2 separate regions of the Drosophila melanogaster genome follow, and region 1 is linked to region 2. A link is a contact called in public Hi-C data. All regions are on one chromosome and are shown on one strand. The core of a region is the stretch at or near the end of the contact, and the rest is flanking DNA. Distances in the headings are between cores, read along the strand shown. Region 1 holds the start of CG6654. Region 2 holds the start of CG14860.

Evidence for each region. A called contact is a pair of places that touch in the nucleus more often than the background predicts.
Region 1: a contact with region 2 is called in a Hi-C map of the S2 cell line, with 2.5 times the contacts expected there. The contact joins the promoter of CG6654 here to the promoter of CG14860 in region 2. A contact is called at or near these places in 41 of 107 Hi-C or Micro-C datasets (the Clone 8 cell line, the D17-c3 cell line, the Kc167 cell line and 17 more) and 3 of 6 datasets of contacts at active chromatin or transcription factors (all in the Kc167 cell line).

What each region holds. Positions count from the first base shown.
Region 1 is chr3R:15,212,302-15,215,001 of dm6, reverse strand. It overlaps CG6654, which reads left to right and starts at 1,344. Exons shown (of 3, transcript NM_142172.3): 1 at 1,344-1,536; 2 at 1,602-2,700. The coding sequence starts at 1,417. It overlaps CG4210, which reads right to left and starts at 1,028. Exons shown (of 4, transcript NM_142173.2): 1 at 895-1,028; 2 at 781-832; 3 at 637-712; 4 at 157-576. The coding sequence starts at 969. The coding sequence ends at 255. SIDL (Shal Interactor of Di-Leucine Motif) reads left to right here. Exons shown (of 6, transcript NM_142174.3): 6 at 1-240. The coding sequence ends at 141.
Region 2 is chr3R:14,893,374-14,896,073 of dm6, reverse strand. CG14860 reads right to left here and starts at 1,290. Exons shown (of 2, transcript NM_142146.3): 1 at 1,002-1,290; 2 at 1-941. The coding sequence starts at 1,239. The coding sequence ends at 388. Dph2 (Diphthamide biosynthesis 2) reads left to right here and starts at 2,120. Exons shown (of 2, transcript NM_142145.4): 1 at 2,120-2,366; 2 at 2,420-2,700. The coding sequence starts at 2,205. Nup93-2 (Nucleoporin 93kD-2) reads left to right here. Exons shown (of 4, transcript NM_142147.4): 4 at 1-371. The coding sequence ends at 350.

The DNA of each region.
Region 1 (2,700 bases), core at 95-2,594, 320 kb before region 2:
CGATTATCCAAGTATACTGCCGGTGGCAAAAGTAAAACCGATGGCCACTCCAAGGTGCATCCCTTTCCGCCCGGTCAAGTCTACAACTCCACGAAGAGCATGCAGATCCATGTCATCGCAAGTGTGGCGGGGGATCAATGAGAAGCCAAACGAATTAATTGCAATGTACTCATAGCACATATGGCCCATGGCCAAGTATTATTAATTATTTATCGCCCTACTATAAAGTAGTAAAAATTGAAAATCAAATCAAGTTAAGATTTTTTTGCCCTCAGATCCGCGGCCAATTTGGCCAGTTGTTGCTCCTCCACGCGGTAGTAGTGCCAGCCCTCTTTATCTGTCAAATCCACGGCACCAAGACTTTCGTAGAACTTGCGTGCAGGATTCCATTCCAGTACATTAAACTCCAGGCGAGGGCACTGAAGCTCTACAGCCCGCGATGCAACCTCCAAGAAGATTCGCTTTCCGGCGCCGCGTTTACGGTGCTCGGGGCGGACATAGATGTCCTCGACGAAGAAGTACCGTCCCTGCCACGTTGAGTATGCCTTGTAGCAAATGGAGTACCCAATCGCCTGACTAGAATAGGAGAACAAGCCCACAAGTTAATCAGGTCATGCCAAGAACTACAGCACTTACTCAGTATCGTTGTCTACAAGCACATAGACTTCACAATACTCCTGGCCACCAGTGAGTCCTGCGTCTCGTTTAAGATCTGTCATATTACAATCCATTACTTTACCATTATTTCATTACTATGGTAAGGGTTTCGCCATCTCTTACCTTCCTCTGTTAGCTGGGGACCATTGCTCATCTTCTCAAAGTCAGCCAGTTCCTGCAGATCAATTCAAAAGTATCTCAAATTGGTATTAAAATAGGAATCTTATAAAACTCAACTTGAATCATGGAGAGCACATCTTTAATATCTTCAGCTAGAGCACGCCGGAATGTAAACTCTCCGGATTTCGACATAGTGGGAAATCTTTATAACCTGTGTTTTTCTGATTATGGTCAAAAGAGCTTATCTTTTGTCGAAACAATTCTAATCTATAGAGATGAGCCGAACTCTCGTGATCACAATTTAATATAACTCAATATCGATTGGGAAAAGAATTATTTGTTGTTAATAAGTAAAAAAATTAGATGAAACAAGAATAAGCCCAGATTCTTGTATATATACGATTCACATTTGAAATAATTTTATTTCAATGCACTTATCGCCATAAAATTAGATTATTTAATACTCTTCTTTACTCATTAGAATTATTTTTTGAATTGCGCGAAGGCCGCCAACAGCATTAAAGGTGTGACCAGGTGCACTTGAAATGCATCGGTATATTCAGCGTAACAAACTTCAGCCATACTGCATTTATTTAATTGTTTTATTTTGTTTCTGCATTTGACCGATTGCGTCGCGAAATGGATGTGGACAAGATCTGTCTTACCTGCCTGAGTTCCACGGGACCACTCCTGTCCATCTACGACGGCGGATCCGGCAGCTGCCTGGCGGACATGATCCGGGAGTTCACAAAAACCAAGGTGAGTTGCCTTCGCCGAGTGATCCTGATTTCCATGTTAATCTCGATTTAATTCGCGTTTTCAAGCCCCGCCGCAACGATAATCTGCCCGAGAAGGTGTGCCTAAGCTGTTTGAGTGAAATCTCCAATTGCTATACCTTCAAGATCAAGTGCGAGAACTCCAGTCGCACCCTGCGCCAATTGCTGCCGAATGCGTTGCCGGAGGAGCCCGATAGCAAGGTGTCTATCAGTTGTCCAGTGGCCACGACGGACCAGGCTGTGCAGACCACTAGCTGGGAGCCGGACAGATGCACAGCCTCCGTGCAAACGGACGCAGTGACTACCACAGACGCCGAACAGAATACCAGCCTGATTAAGTCAACGATTTCAGTGGACCTGGACTACGAAGGCGAGGGCGAGGTATTCGATTACGAGCTGCCGGATGAGCCCGTCGAAAAGACCACCAGCCTCATCCTGCAGGTCCAGGGGAACTTGAAGGACGAAAAGGAAGTTGTGTTTACCCAAACCAATGTTATTTACGAAGGCGACGACCACGAGCTGGAACAGCAGATCAGGGAATGTAACCTGGCCATCTTCGAAGGTGTCGATAACGAGGCGGAGATCATCACAGTAACCGCTCCGCAGGTAACCACCAGAAAGAGCGCTGCCAAGCTTCTAACGCAGCAGGAAAACGATAAGCATCAGACTCCTGTGGGTTCTAAGGAGGAAGCACGCGAATTAGAGAAGGAACAAGTACCTCAGTCGGCTAAGCGCACCTCACGGCGTCGCGGAGTTGTCAAGCAGGATGTACCGGCTACACCGCCGTCAGATGCAGAGCCTTCCCCCAAACAGCATCGGTTAGGAACACAGCGAAAACTCAGCGCGCCAAGAGCGGGAACAGTAAACGGGCCAAGCACAACGTCAGGAGCAGCTACTACCCCTGAGCTCAAATATCACTGTGATCGTTGCAATGCGGGATTCGCGGTGGAGAAATCGTTGATGATCCACAGACGCCAAAAGGGCTGCATTAATCGCAACTACAAGTGCAATGAGTGCGAAAAGGTCTTCGTGTCGCCGGATCACTTGGCGGAACACCAGGCCAGTCATGGTGCCCACAATTGCCCGGAGTGTGGAATACGCTGTGATTCCAAGGAGGCACTTAGCAAGCACATGGTGCAGGGCCACA
Region 2 (2,700 bases), core at 41-2,540:
TCTTCAACTTCTATCATGACGGAAAATTTAATGCAGCGTTGGATCTGCTCAGGCAAACCCAGTTGGTGCCCAATACGTTGGACGATGTCGATGTTGTACTGGGCAATGTGAAGCAACTTAGCGGCGAGGTAATCAAGGTCCTGCCCGACGTTATAGTGGCCGCCATGGAGATCGCCCAGAAGCAGTACAAGCAGCTGAAGGCAGGATCAGGCAGCTCGCTGGAACAGACCCAGATGCAGCAACTCCGGCAGCGAGCCAAAGCCCTGTCCAACATGGCAGCAACTATGCCGTATCGCCTGCCCAACGACACGAACAAGCGACTGATTGAACTCGAACTGGATATGCACTAAAATAAATATACTTTAAGGGATAAAGGGAAGCAATAGTCTACTTCATTAGCATGAATATGTGCTCCTCCTCCTCCCCCTCCTCATCATCATCACTGTCTGTCTCCTCTTGCCTTCTTTCCTCAAGTTGCTGAATGCGAAGATGAGCTGCTGCCAATTGCTGTTGGAGATCAAGGCAATTGGCGCATGGATTATTATGAGGCTTACTCTCCTTAAAGCTTTCCTCGTCAATGCCAGAATCCTCGCTCTTGAAACTGATATTACTTCTATTAGCACATGATTTCATACTTTTGATGCTCTTTCCGAGGGGATCCTCCTCCTCCGTTCCTAAGTGGAACTCTGGAATGGCGTCCTTTCTAAGGTTTCCCTTGTTTGGCAGATAAGTCCGGCGAAAGTGTCTGCCGCAAATAAACAGCCACTTGTTGTCCACCGTAAGCCGACATATTTCCATCCATGCCTTGCGCATTTCGGGATTCGAGGGAAAGAAGTGCAGTCGTTCTGGAGGAGATCGTGAGGAGCAGTTCCTGACGCTGCATCTGCGAATGAAGGAGTTCCTGCTTGGCTTACTGACCTGGTGCACTACCTCTTTTGTATCTAAATCATGAAGAGAACAGGTTTAGGAAGCTATCTAGGAGGCTGCTTCGATACACTTACTCAAGAAAAGTGTGGGAACTGCCCAGGAAAACACCTTGGTCTTGCCAAAACATTGTGTCTCAAAGTGCCGCCTACACACCCGACTATTGAACAAGTTAATATCTTTTATGTCCGCAATATTATCCAACCACTTCTGCCGGACAACCGGATTTATGGGGAACTTGTACATGGAGCTACTATCCTGTTGACCACTCTTATAACAATCGGTTACGATGCAGCGAAGGTTTTGGTTTTTCATATTTTTGGACTGCTAATATAGTTTGGTGAAATGTTGGTAGGTGAAATGGAGAAAGCAACAAGTGTTGGTAGGCGCGTGAAACTTAAATTTGGGTCAAGATCAGTGACTGGACGTTGGTCAAAAGAGGGGGTACCTGAATGTCTTCTTTAGTAAGCTTTTTATTGTATCGGGGAAAACATTACAGGACTTAGGTTTATAAACTTTTTGAATTTTTAAATTGTTTATTGCGCTTCAACAGAAATTAATTCAAACGAGCAAGCGAACTTTTGTGGTCACGCAGTATTCGGGGTTGAGTCTTCGGTAAGTCTGTCCTCCAACCAAATTAGCAAGAACACTGATCACGTGATACACTTTCATTAAAGAAATTATAATTTGCAAAATCGTCGATTTTTAAGATATGAATCTCTACTAAGGTCAATGAGTTTTTTTATATTCCTGAATATAAGGTTTTTGCTTTACTTAATATAATTTATAAATAACTCAGATATGCATTATTTTTCTTCAGGTTAATTGAATTAAATAGTTTACATGTTAATTTATAATTTTAGGAATAAGCAACAATGTTTTAAATGAAAACACTTTAAATACTATCAGGCATTCTGGTTTTTATTTAATTTAAATTAAACCAAAACTGGTTTAAAATAAAATTAACTATTCTGATTTTTATATTTTTATTTACTAACAGATGATTTAAATTGGGATCTAGCATTTGAATAGGAACTTTTAGCGACTTCGGTTTTTTGTACTTTAATTTATATATTTATTTATTACAATATATCCGTTCTCTAATATAACTAATATACACTTCGTGAGTGTATAACAAAGTTGCGTTTCGTTTCTCTTTGTCCGTTTCAATTTCTAATCCAGTCTAATGCATCGGTGTTATCTTGACTTTGTTTATTTTGCTGCATGCATTTGATACTTTTTTACTGGACAAAGGAATCTTGAGTAGAAAGTGATTTGAAATGACCTCGTCCGAAACATCAGCATCGGCTTTCTCGAGCTCGGACACAGCCGCCCTGGAGCGTCAGGCGGAAGTGGAGCAGCCGGTGACCTTGGAACAGATCTGGAACGAAAACCACCGGCGATCGAGCGTAGATTGGATTCGCAAAAGTGGTTACAAAAGGGTGTGTTTATCGGCTACGCTTTTGGAATTACCGTCTAAAGCGTATTCTTCTAGGTTTGCCTGCAATTCCCAGACGACTATCTGCCCCACAGCAATGCAATTAGTGTGGGCCTGAAGGAGCTACTTGCGCCGGAGGACGTGAAAGTCTTCATCCTGGCGGACACCACATACGGAAGCTGCTGCGTGGACGAGATTGCGGCTGCCCATGTGGATGCAGACAGTGTGATTCACTTCGGAAACGCATGTCGCAGTAGGGCCGCCCGCCTGCCGGTACTTTACCTTTATCCAGAGTTGCCGCTGGATGTGAATGTTCTCCTGAGCAAGCTGCAAGGTCT